3 separate regions of the Mus musculus genome follow, and regions 1 and 3 are each linked to region 2. Evidence: chromatin contacts called from public Hi-C data. All regions are on one chromosome and are shown on one strand. Each heading gives the region's core, a stretch centred on a gene start, on an enhancer-like site or on the middle of the called end of the contact. The rest is flanking DNA. Distances are from core to core; before and after follow the strand shown.

Evidence for each region. A called contact is a pair of places that touch in the nucleus more often than the background predicts.
Region 1: a Hi-C map of CD4 T cells shows a contact between it and region 2, with 4 times the contacts expected there. The contact joins the promoter of Zfand1 here to the promoter of Ythdf3 in region 2. A contact is called at or near these places in 1 of 39 promoter capture datasets (pre-B cells) and 1 of 484 Hi-C or Micro-C datasets (CD4 T cells).
Region 3: a contact with region 2 is called in a Hi-C map of CD4 T cells, with 4 times the contacts expected there. The contact joins the promoter of Snx16 here to the promoter of Ythdf3 in region 2. A contact is called at or near these places in 2 of 39 promoter capture datasets (pre-B cells and second pharyngeal arch cranial neural crest) and 1 of 484 Hi-C or Micro-C datasets (CD4 T cells).

Annotation. Positions count from the first base shown.
Region 1 is chr3:10,350,064-10,354,610 of GRCm38.p6, forward strand. It overlaps Zfand1 (zinc finger, AN1-type domain 1), which reads right to left and starts at 1,254. Exons shown (of 8, transcript NM_025512.3): 1 at 1,179-1,254. The coding sequence starts at 1,233.
Region 2 is chr3:16,180,369-16,184,949 of GRCm38.p6, forward strand. It overlaps Ythdf3 (YTH N6-methyladenosine RNA binding protein 3), which reads left to right and starts at 2,797. Exons shown (of 5, transcript NM_001145919.2): 1 at 2,797-3,152; 2 at 3,554-3,578. The coding sequence starts at 3,129.
Region 3 is chr3:10,437,427-10,441,419 of GRCm38.p6, forward strand. It overlaps Snx16 (sorting nexin 16), which reads right to left and starts at 2,704. Exons shown (of 8, transcript NM_029068.4): 1 at 2,489-2,704; 2 at 385-858. The coding sequence starts at 759.

The DNA of each region.
Region 1 (4,547 bases), core at 4-2,503, 5.8 Mb before region 2:
CTTTGTCACTGGCCCATTATGTCACTTTCAATGGGAAAAATTGGTTGTGTTTGCTATTTTGAGACTTAGAGGGTTCAAGCAAGTATTATATGCCATTCAAGGTAGCCCAGGAGGAAGAGTTATGATTAAAATAATTTCTTAGCATCACATATCCCTACTTAACTGCACCCCCTTTCTGCTAGTCCAAGAGATAGGCCTCATCTTAATAACACTACAGATATGTGAAACTGGAAAGGATGAGCTATATCACAGATGGTAGATATATTTAGACATACTAGTAAATCAACCTGACAAGATGTATATAACTTAACAGTCAAATTCAAATAGCCAAGCTTCCCTAGGAAAGGACTACATGGGGAAAAAAAACCAAAAAACAAAAACAAAATTGATCTGCTGAGTGAATGGTAAAGGACATATACAACAACACGTCCTGTCTTGCCTTTGCTTAGTGCAGGCATCACCTACTGCAGGAATCCAGGCCAAACCCAAGAGCTGCATTCAAGACCTTGTTAGGAACTAACAGAAGCTGCAGCATGAGGAAACCCTCTGCTCACATTTGGAGTGCGATCTAACAGACTGTGAGCCTGACGCTTTAAGGACTTGCCGGCTATAGGAGTCTAAACACCCTGAACTTTGACGCATACCACCAGGGCCTATGTTTATGACAAGGTCTACCATTACCATAGTATTTATTAAACCTTCCTAAAATGTGGTTTACTGATCTGCAACTAATAGCTTAAGTTAATATTAGAAACACCAAGACGTCTAAAAACCTGCGAACACACTGCTGAAAACTGATGCTCTTCAACGCATTTGTCAGACAAAAAAATAAAAAATCAATCAAGAAAAAGCCTGGGAAAGTGGATGCTCCACGGTGGCAATGGTAAGGACCGAGGGGAACTGGAGTCCTGATCTAAGTCGCTTCGCCGACCAGGGCTTCTTGAGCAAGGCCATCTGGATACCCCGAGGAGTCTGCAAGGTGTGCATTCGGGATCTGCGTGCAAACCAAGGGAGCCACAAAGTTCGCCCCTACACCGAGGAACAGTAACAAAGACACCACCAGTATCACCCTGGAAGGTCGCTCACGCCCCGCGTCCTCCCTCACCCGCCGCCACCGCCCCGGCCGTCAGAACCCGGCCCAGGTCTCCCGCGGATGAAAATGGGGCTTCCAGCGTCACCTCGCTGCCGGCAGTGCTGCACCTGGCAGTGCTGCCCAATGTCCAACTCCGCCATCTTTCCACCGCCGCAAGGGCAGGGGGCGGGGCAGCGCTGGGAACGTCAGTCCGGAGCGGGCAGGACCGAGGGCGGGGCGTCCTGTGAGGTGGGTGGGGCCTGTAGTGGGGCAAGGCGGGGCTTTCGGGGGCGGGACCCCCGGTGGGGTGGGGCGGGACTCCGCGATGGGGCGAGGCGAGCATGCGGGGCGGGGCCCACAGGAGAGGCGGGGCCTTGAAGACACTTGCGCGCTTCCTGGAGGTTCCAGCACTCTCCAGAAAGAGAAGAGACTTAGTAGAACTCAATTCTTGTAGCTGAGGTTCTCGGGCTCAAATTTGAGAAAAACCTAGCTCCTCTTTTGGAAACTGCACTCGCTGTTCTCTACATTGAGTCTCCAAAATTGAGAACTCCCTCACGAAGATTTCTTGATTTCTTAAGTAACTGTATTCCCAGGAGCCAACAAAGACCTGGCAAGAAGGAGCTAAAGGAGTCTGCAACCCTATAGGTAGAACAACAATATGAACTAACCAGTACCCCCAGAGCTCATGTATATGTAGCAGAAGATGGCCTAGTCGGTCATCATTGGGAAGAGAGGCCCCTTGGTCTTGCAAACTTTATATGCCCCAGTACAGGGGAACGCCAGGGCCAAGAAGTGGGAGTGGGTGGGTAGGAGAGTGGGGGGAGGGCATGGGGGACTTTTGGGATAGCATTGGAAATGTAATTGAAGAAAATACCTAATTAAAAAAAAAAGAATGCTAGCAAAAAAAAAAAATGTTATAGCAATCAAGAGAGGTACCGGGACACTGATTACTATATTGTCTTGATGTTTTAGTTTGAAGTAAATGCCCTCACCATGAAAGCATTAGGCTTTTGTTTTTAATTTAAAGGCTTCTTTTAATTATTTGTTAAAATTCTAGTAAGGAAAAAAAAAAATACATGCAACTAAAGTGTACATCGCTCCTCGGTTAGGAGAGCACACTGCAGAGGCAAGCTCCTAGGTCATAGGATGAAGGGAGCTGTTTGATGTCTGACGAGCCTCTTCATTAGAACTAAGGGGAGGCCTTGCCTTGTAGGTGGGGTAGGAAGGGATGTCTTTCTACTGACAAGACACTGGACACAATCAGAGTGGATGAGTGACAATCAGCTGCAGACCTGAATAGTCTCCCATGTGACTTAAGGGTACTCAAATGCTCTCCTGAAGAGTAAAGTGAATACAATTGCCACACACCATACTTTTTCAGTGCATTCTGGATATTCGAACAGACACCACAGGCTTGGGCAGCAAACAGTTTTTTCAGAGAGCTAACTCCCAGCCCTTGCGATTTCTTGAATCTAAGGCTCAGCAACTTACGTTTTACTAATGTTGGTACAGTCAAGCAACAGTAGATTTTCTAGAATGTTACCGTGACTGAATGTTCTAAATAGATGGCAAATATATATCCCACCAATCCAATCAGAACATTTCTTTTTCAGCTCTTGGAGATCTCATAGCAGCCCAAGACTAAAGTTTAGCTACTCCTATCCCCGAGTCTCCTTTTCTGGTTTTTTCTTTAGATATTATTTACCAAAATCTATCTCTCCATCTATTTGTGTTCAACCCCTTTGTTAAATATATCCTCACTGATGAAATTCCAGTGATAAATGAATCAGAAACTCCTCTACCTCCATACTTAGTCATGACAACTTTTTTTAAAAACATGAGCTCTCGGGCTGGTGAGATGGCTCAGTGGGTAAGAGCACCCGACTGCTCTTCCGAAGGTCCGGAGTTCAAATCCCAGCAACCACATGGTGGCTCACAACCACTCACAATGAGATCTGACTCCTTCTTCTGGAGTGTCTGAAGACAGCTACAGTGTACTTACATATTAAAAAAAAAAAAAAGAACAATAAATAACAATAAATAAAGGGGTGGATGTAGTGCACACTTGTATGTAGTCAAATATTCATACATGTAAAATAAAAATCTTTTAAAAAAAAAAAAAAAAAACATGAGCTCTCCATTTCTAGCAGTCTGTTATGAGTACATGCTCTGTGTTATTTGACAATAAAACTTAAGTGCAAAATGAAGGCTTTTTTTTTTCCTGTACCATTCCATTTCTAACTAAAGCAGTCTACTGCACTAGGAAGCACAAATGCATGCCCAAACCTGCCCTTTCTTATGTGTGCCATGGAAATGCCCCCTAAACACCATGGAGTCTTCTTTAGAAACATTCTTCATTCTCTATTTATTCTCTGGATTATTTTTATGAGTAAAAAGTCATTTCCTTGCCCAAGATATCCCTTCATTTCTTCATTAGGCACAGCATTCTGTAGTTTGTTCAGTAAAGTTTTTCAGCTGCATCCTCGACTCTTCTACCCCATCTCCAGCTTCACAATGTCTCCCTCCTGTCCAATAGAATTTTGAGTGCTCTTTAATGGCAGGTGCCATTTTCTTTTCTCTAGAATGTTTCTATGTCAAGGGTTCCCAAATTTCCTTCAAACTATGAATCACCTGCATGCTTGCCACCCTCCTCCTGGGGTCCAATTAAAGGGTTGGGAATGGCTGTAAGAAACTGTAATTGCCTATACGTTGGTCCTTATCCGGTACATTTAGGAAACCCTTTGTCCCCTACTCTGCTTTCAGCATACACATCTTGCAAGGAAGGTGCAGGTATAGTTCTGTCCCTCGGGACATCAGACATCTCCTTTAGCAGCACTATGCACGTTTCTGATTAGCTCTACCCAGATCCTATTATAATTTACTTGACTCCAGCTCTCCATTCCCCCTTGCCCCACCCTAACCCCTGCTTTGGATTCTATTATTTACATAATAAAATCGTTCTTGGGTCCATTCAGCAAGCAGTCTGAACATCTCCTACATTTGAGGTACTTACTGTTCTATATTTGATACAGAATTAAATACAGCATAGTCCACAACTACACTGAACTCTTGATCTCTAAGGGATGTCTTTGTCATTTAACTTATTTTAAATGTTGTCCCAGCCTGCCTTTCCCTTGTTGTCTTCTGAAGCCTCAGTGCTCTGCAGCCGGCCACCCAGCCCTTGCGCAGCCATTGTCTTTACTTGCAAGCCATCAGGGAAATGCAAATCAAAATCACTCCTCCATTGCTGGTGGGAGAGCAAATTTGTACAACCTCTTTGGAAATCAATATGGTGGTTTGTCAGAAAATGAAATCAATCTACCTCAAGACCCAGATAGCACTCTTGGGCATATATCCAAAGGACACTCTATCCTACCACAAATATAAGCTCAACTATGTTCATCGTGGCTTTATTCATAGTAGCTAGAATCTAGAAACAGTATAGAAGTCCCTCAACTGAAGAATGGATAAAGAA
Region 2 (4,581 bases), core at 1,547-4,046:
TATCTCAGAAGCAACTAAGCAGTCATGTTTATAAAAGGAACTCCAATGTCTCTGTGGGTATTGATATTTGGAAACAATGGTAACCCTTGCATGCTAGATGTTTCTGAAGAATAAACTCTTTGTATTTGCATACTATCTGGGTCTGGGGTCTTCCTTCAGTGATTTTTGTGGACCTTACAAAGGAAACATGAAATTGAAGTGTAACATGGTATTCTGAAACAGAAAAGGAACACGAGTGTGAAAAGTAGGGAAGTTTCAGCAGTGTGGAACTGGAGTCCATCAACTTGCAGGCAAGTTCCTCATTGCTTTTATTGTAGGGTAGTTGTGTAAGACAAGAACATTAGGGGAAGATGAGCAAGAGACGTGCAGGAACTCTGGGTAACATCTTTGTAACATTTCTGTAAATCTAAAATTACTTTAAAATAAACATGCTTTTTTCTTTCTAAAAATATATACCTTGTTTCAAACTTGATAAGTTTTAATTTAGTAAATTTAGCCAATGTCTAGAGTCTGCTTTTATAACAAGTTCTAGGGAAAAGCTGTAGTTTTCCCAAGAGACAAGAATCACACTTGAGAGACACCATTTAAAGGAAACACAAGGCTACATGATTTCTTCTGCCTTTTTCTTGCCTTTATAAATTTCCTTTCAATAACTACAAGAATGCTTGGGAAAGAGGCCTATTTCAAAACAACACTTTAAAAAGTATTTCTCTGTATTCAATTCTGTTAACTATTAGTTTTACCTTACTATATACAGTATTTAGATATCTTACATTTAAAATGCATCATTCAGTCCTATAAACTATCTGTGCTTGGCTCATCTACTGTTACTTGAAGGTAATACAGAATCTTAAAAATCTTAGTATAAATACTGGAAAAAGTTTCAAAGAAAAATTTAAATAGTACTAGCTAGCAGAGTGAATTTGGGAAAGAGTTTTACACACAGGTCATTACTTATTATGTCTCTGTTGTCATCTATTATTCTTCCTGGGTGGTAACATTCTTGATCCTCAGTTGAACATATATTTCACAATACATGTTTCAGTTCCCTTGCAACCAAGAATTTTCAGAGAACAATGTTGTAGTTAGTAGGAGGTAGACAGGTGTGGGAAATAAAATTGCTATGAAATATCCGGAGAGAGCACTCTGCTCTCCCTGCCTGCCCCGCTCTTTTCTCTTTCCTTTTAGTGTGGTGGGGTTGTGATGATGGCTGGAAGGAGAACAGCCACCTCTGCGGCACTGATGGAGTGTTCTAGAGGTGATCCCAGGGGCACACACACGGGGATCGGAAAAACATTTTCAGGAGTGGTTCTCTCCTATCACGTGGGTTCCAGGTATAGAACTCATGTTGTCAGTTTTTGGTGTAAGTGCCCTTATCTGCCCAGCCATTTTGCTGGCCTTGGACTATTTCTTAAACTTACTTTGGAGCCAGGCAGTGGTGGCGCATACCTTTAATCCCAGCACTCGGAGGCTGAGGCAGGCTGATTTCTGAGTTCGAGGACAGCCTCGGCTACAGAATGAGGTTTTAAAAAATTTTTAATTTTTGAAACGTAGCCTTGGCTGTCCTGGAACTCATATAGATCAGGCTAGCCTCAAACTCACAGAGATCCACCCTCAAGTGCTGAGTTTAAAGGTATGTGCTCCCTCACCCAGCCTTCAATTTTTGTAGCAGCAGTTATCACACAAGATACTGTGACTATTTAATCAATTATATTGCCTGACATTTCAGGAGTACTCACTGAGTTACAGTTTTGATGCGGGGACTCACTCAGTGAAGAAACAAGAAGTGGCTGATTATGTATGTCAGGCCTTAGTTTACTCATGACGCCAAGGTTTAGGTTAAGAGACTTCTCCAAGGTTATAAACTAATCATTGCTAGGTAAGAATTCAAACTGAGATTCGTGGAATTCCAAAGCCATGCTTCTCAGATAGGAGTAAAGTCAAGGCCTGCAAGCCTTTTCTATTAGTTTTCGCTATGCACTTTCAACTTTCCAGCCTCAATTCCTCTTCCGACAAACTCCTTGAAAACCAAAAATGTTTTTGGGAGTGGGAGCTAGGTAGAGCAATGTAGAATAAGGGGGACCTTGGGAAATGGACTGATTTGCAGCTCAGGGTCCGAACAGAAGGAACACAAGAGAAAGGGATTTGGGTTGACCACACCTAAAATTGCCTTTTGAGGATTTGCATGAGAAGCAATCTTGACACAGTGATTCTAAAATATTGTGGTACTACATATAGAAAACTGTGATTTTCCTAATTTCCTGCTTCATAGGTTAGCACTTAAACTGGGAGGTTTTAAAAGGATTTGGCTAGTTAGGAATGCACACTACACCACACCTGTAAAGAAATCTTACTTGGGAAGGAAATTCAATAAAAATGCCAAAATTATAATTGGACTGACTTTCTTTGTTTTTGCCAACAGGTAAGAAAGTAACATTACCAGTTTCTAGGGACATTTTAACATTTTCTTTTTTTCGGGAGGGGCAGCAGTCTTGCAACTGTTTCTCTTTCCGAAGGCTATTTTATTCAATAAAAACCAACCCCATCCCAGTAGAGAGTTAGAAAGCATTCATTGAGAGCGTGCTCCCGCACCCCGCACGCACGCACGCACGCCCGGTGGTGGCTGAGCGGACAGGCGCTGCTGGACCGCTTCTGTAGCCTCCAGGCTAACAACGCCCGAGCCCAACGCTCACGGTACCGCGCATGCGTCTAAAGTACAGCTGCGCCTCCGGGTCTCTGCCCCCCTCCCCTCTCCGATGACGTGCACGGCGGGGGCGGAGCCCGAGGCCGTGGCGGGAGTGGGGGAGGAACTGCGAGGTGTGCGTGGACGTCAGACTGGATAGCGGAAGGTCAGGACGGCCCGGAGCGGAAGTGGGGCTGAGGCGCCTGTCCGCCATTGTGGGCCCGAGGATCGGAGGACGAGCGGGGACGAGCAGTGTGCAGGCGGCGAGCTCGGGCCCCTTCCGCGACTCCCGAGCGTGAGCCCTCTCCCTGGAGCCTGCGAGAGCGGCGGCGGCGGAGGCCGGAGCAGAGCTTCGCGAGGGCGGTAGTCGACTGCTGTGAGTGCTCTCGGCGAGGCCCAGGCAGCGGCGGCGGCGGCGGCGGTTCCTCTCGGGTTACGGTGAAGAATGTCAGCCACTAGCGTGGATCAGGTGAGGGAGCAGGGCCCCGGCTCGGCGAAGGCCGGAGCTGCAGAGCTCCACCCTCGCGTGCGGCGCGGCTCCTCTAGCCGCCGCTAGCTCCGTAACGGCGCCGCGGGTCCCGGTTGTCGGGGCTGCTGCCCAGGCCGGCCTGAGCGCGGGCGGCTGAGTCTGCGGCCGGCGCCCGTGACCACAGGCCCGGAGGTCCCGGCGGCCGCCGCGGGGCCCGGAGCTGGCGGGTGCCGGAGGCGAGGCGGAGAGGCGGCGGGAGGCGGCCGGGCGGAGAGGTTGCGGAGGATCTGGTGGGGTTCACACCTACGCGGATTGTTCTGAAGAACTTGTTTGCAGTGGCTCTGTTTAACGCACTTTTCTTCCCCCTCCCCCTCTTTACCACCTCTGTCGTCTTGCTTCAGAGACCTAAAGGGCAAGGAAATAAAGGTGAGTTTGTTTGTTTGTTTTCCCCTTAGGTGTTCCCTTGATGTGATTTTTTTTTAAAAAAAACTGTAAGCGGTTTCTTTCTTGTTTTTGCACTTCTTTCTAAATATAAAGGATAGAAAAACATCCAACGCAGCTAACAGACAACATTTACTTAGCTCCTGGGTTTGTAGAAACCGAAGTACTAAGAAGAAACAGCTGTCTTGGTTGTATTTCAATGAACGTAATGTTATTTCTTCAGTTTACCATTTATGTTTGTTACATAACTTAGGTCATACTTTTTTCTACATTTGTGTATAGTTGGATAAGTTTTTAAAGTGAACAGCATTCTGTTTGAAATTTCGGGATTACATTTAAACTTGGCAAATCACATGGCGTTCTATGCCACATTGGGTGAAAATCATGCCCCAATCACTGAATAGAATCAGTGAAGTTGCTTGCAAGGAGACAACACCACTATAGAACTCCTAACAAGTATGTAATCTTACAGCAGCGCTCTGATTGGAAGGCGTGTCTCGATCTGGTTTCTTACAAAAGCCCGAGAAGGAAATTATTTGTGCAGTTATTGCTAGTGTTATATGATTTGCTATTTAAAAACTACCACTAAAAGTAAGGCAGTTAAAACACAAATGTAGTTTGTATTTATGCGTGTGGAACAAAGTAGTCAGCTGATTGAAACATGGCTTAACATGTGATATTAGTGTAGAACAATAACTCCTTTCTTGGGGTGGTGCCAATTAAAGAACATTACAATGAGCTATATATTTGTAACGTTTTGTAGTGCCGGAAGTGACACTAAATACAATTACACTTCCTGCTTTTTTTTTTCTTCCCCGTTCCCCAGTAACTAAGTACTACTTAAAAAATAAGATCTGTAATAGCCCTTTAGGTGAAGATTTATTGTTTCTATTGATGCTTTCAATGGTTTTCCTGGGATTTTATGTGCCAAGGCTGGTTAATTAGAAATAATAGTGCTCTGTCCAGAATAACTTTCTTCATGCCACAC
Region 3 (3,993 bases), core at 1,454-3,953, 5.7 Mb before region 2:
GTGGAAATCCCACACTGCAATGGTATCCCCCGCTACAGAACATGGCTCACCAGTATTTTCCAATGCTGAGCTACGGAACTAACAACTTTACTCCTAAGTAGATTGTAAATGGGAATGCATACATATAGTTGCCAAGTGATCGGTACAAGAAGAGCACAGTCAGAAAGAACCTCAAAAGACAAGTATTGCTAGCAATAAAAATGAGCTGCCTAACTTTATGCACGATCACGGGTAACTCTCATAAGCCTAGCACCAGAACAACTGGACCCAAAGACCACGTGGTCAAGAATCTGCAGTACAGGCTTGCCTTAACCAGCACACACACGCATACCAGTAAACCAGTCTTTTTCTTCTTACTGGTGTGCAGCAGAAGCCAATACTTACAGTGAATTTGGCCCGCTCTTCCATAACCTCGTAACCTAGAATTGTAGGTGTTGAAGGTCTGTCTTCCCAGTTCACTGCCTCAGGATGCTGCTCTTCAGCCTCTCTTGGTCTAGCAGAATACTCAATGGATGAATCTGTCCCTGTAAATTTAGTCCTAATGAGAGGACTACCACACATTGATGATGCACTGTCCATCTGATCCTGGACATTCGTCTGCTTAAGACTGCCCACAGCTGAGTCCTCTAACTGGCCTTTGGAAGAGGTTGAGCTTGTGGAAACACTGCCAAAAGAAGAACTCCTTTGATTTCTGTTGTTTGTAAAGCTGGAAGCGGAGTTTCCTATTGGCATTGGAACTGGGACATACGGGGTTGCCATCTTCTTTGGCCTTGGCAACAAACTTGTACACCTTTGAGTCCAAACACTTAAAGAACAACCAATATGCAGTTCATTGCTTTCTTCTTAGGAATTCACTATCTAAAAATGAGAAGGACATATTGAAGAATTAGACTTCAACCTAGAACTCAAACCAATAGAAAAGAAAGTGCTTCTCTTAATTTGTGACACTCAATTACCTATGAAGACATGGGTAACATCATCCTGTAATCTGATTTACCTCTGTGGACTCTTGTTTACATGGTTAGGAGAACAAACTTATTTTACATCTCTTTTCTTGACCCTTATGATATACATATTTCTTCTTTTTTTTTCCCTTTGGTCTACTTTTCTTTATTTTTTGCAATATTCATTTTAAATGGACTTAATCCTAACATACATTCAAACATATTTCCTGTCTACTCCCACTCAAAAAATGGAAGCAGAAGGAGAAGTTTTGTCGTCCTGGTTGTACTATATGCAACATAGGAACAGAAGAAGGAAAAAAGTCATTCATTTTACTTTTTTATAGAATTACTGAAACTCCCAAGGATTTACACAGGCTAATCATAGTCAGTCCGAAGTTTGATTATTACTAAGGAATGCTCTTTTACTTTGATTGAGATTTGCAATGCTATGCATGCATTCTAAACCTCTTCCTTAAAAAATATGTTAATTTTTAGGCAGGGTCTTACAAGGTTGTTGCCTGTGAACTTGCTAAGTAAGTAGCCTAGGTAGGTTTGAACTTTTGATCTTGCAGCCTCCATAGGTGCTGGGATACACACCTGTACTACCAAGCCAGCAACAACTGTCTTGAAAGTAACATTTTTTTTTAAACTTAGCATCAAATATATTTCAAATGCAAACTTGGTAAAGTTAACGAAAAAAAAGGGGGGGGGAAGGTATCAGGTTTACAGTCAATCAAATTAAATCATTAAAAGTTTTGCTTTTTGATTCTAGATTATTCATTCTCAATAACCTAAGGTCCAAAAGATGGTTATATTGTATGTCTGAATAATTTTGTAGAATAAAGAAGTAATGACTTACCATTACGACGTTAAGTAATAAACTCAGAAATGTTAAGTAGCGACCAGGAGAAATGACAGGTCTATTTATACACAGCAACAGGGGGTCTACCAGCCCAACTTTATTTACTGTCCTCTTAGCAAGCTGTCCCCTCTGGATGTAGGAAGTTTAAACAGGGTGTCTAACCTCACGCGGCCAGTGCAACCTTCCTTATTGTGGAACATTCAAGAAACTTGAGCTACGGACTCACCCCTTGGGTGAATCCTGACCCCCACCCCGCACCTCCCCAGAAGAACCGCGCAGGATTCTCGTAGCTCCGGCGCTGGCCTCTGACATCTGCCACCTGAGGCCCCGGGCTGCCAAGGGCGGCCTCGGGGTGCGCCCGGGGACTTCCACCCGCGGGAGCGCCGAGCGGCGGAGGGAGGGCGTGTCGCCTTCTTCGGGGGCGCCTGACCTCGTACCCAGGAGGATGCTCCCGCGCTACCTGGGGAGGAGGGTGACAGCACGGTGGCGGAACGCAGGCCCGGGGAAGCTGGCAGGGCGACGCGGTCCGCGCGGGCCGCGAGCCCTCAGGCCGGGCTCCCGCACCTGCAGTCCTCCCGGGCCAGGCGCGCCCAGGGGTGCGGCGGGGTCCAGGCTCCCCCGCGCCCCGCAGCCTCCCGCGCGCCCGCCCGCCGTCCAGGCGGCAGGTGTCCCCGCGTCCTACCTCGGCGCGCTCCGCGACCCCACGCCGTCAGGGGAAGGAAGGCGGCTCCTGTTGGACTGCGGCGGGTCGCGTCCTGCCCGGGCACTCGGACTCCTCACGTGACCCTCCGCCCCGGAGCAGCCGCTCGGTGCCTGGGCACAGCCACCCAGCCAGGTTCCCGCGAACCGAGGGAAGGGACGGCCTCGAGTGGGAGGGGGAGGTATGCCGCTCCAGGAAGTGACGTCACAGCACGGCACCGCCCCCGGAGGCCCACACTGGGATTGCTGGTCCCTGTCTCTGCAGTGGCCCGAACAAATCTAATTTTATCACAGGGAATCGACAGTTTTTTTTCCACAGGCTTTATTACTAGGGAGTTTCTGAGAAATGGGGCTACAATATCTAGTTTGCCAAGTAGATGAAGAGAAGACTTCAATTCCCAGAAGGCACTTTGGCTAGCATAAGTTCGGGCTAGAGCTTTGCATCATGGGACTTGTAGTTATCACTGGTTGGGGGGGGAGGTCTAGAAGGTTAGTCATTTTCCATAATTAGCATTTCTTTGATGGATTGACAACTGATTTGAAGAGTAGGCAGATAGAACACTATTTTATTGTGTATTTGTCCCTGTAATTTAGGACTATGGTAAAGATTCCTGAATGCCTGAATTTCTGAATTTAGCCCAAGTGAAAACAGTATTAGGCTGCTTAGATTTGCTAATTTGAAAACCTTTAGTGTTTCAGCAACACTATTATTTAATATTATATATCAAAGTTTACAGAACCATTTGTCAGTACAATCGAGTTGTCTTATTTAAAGATCATTCAATGATTTCTAGGGCTTTGGAGCGATACCTAGAAGGGGAAAATTGAGAGTGGTGATTCCAAAATGATAATGTGATTTCTGACATAGGTGTAGCTTTTATTGGAGAAATAAGTATGAGATAAACAGAATTCGTTGAAAACATAAAGATATTTTCAGGATGAAATTGCCCTTTTTGTCCTTGAATTAATATAATTGAATAAAGGGAAGAAAAAAGTAAGGCAAAGAAAAATGAACCTTGGAATAGTTTTCTTAATAGGGCTCCAGGGGCCAAGGAAAGAAAAGCGCTCAAGAAATAAGAGTGTACAGGTAGCATAGTTTGAAGAAAGATGAAGATCTTGTAAAGGTTGTTGGAACTGTTTGAGTAATTTTTTTTCAGATTATTGAGTGGAACATAACAGGATATACATATATACAAACATATACATATATACATATGTATATATCGCATATTTTCTGGTATTGATAAATGGCTAGATTTTACTTTCAGGAGATAACTAGACATTTTTAGTAATCAAAGAAGAACATTCTGTGTGTTGTCAGATAAGGGCTACAACATAATCTATATATACAATATAATCTATATATATACTGGCCGGTTCCTACTTATAGACTTTTAGTTTACACTCTATGCAGTGGTCCACAATAGAAATGAACTGTTTACACAGCTTACAGAATAAGATTATTTTTCTGACTTTTGTGTTGTGTAC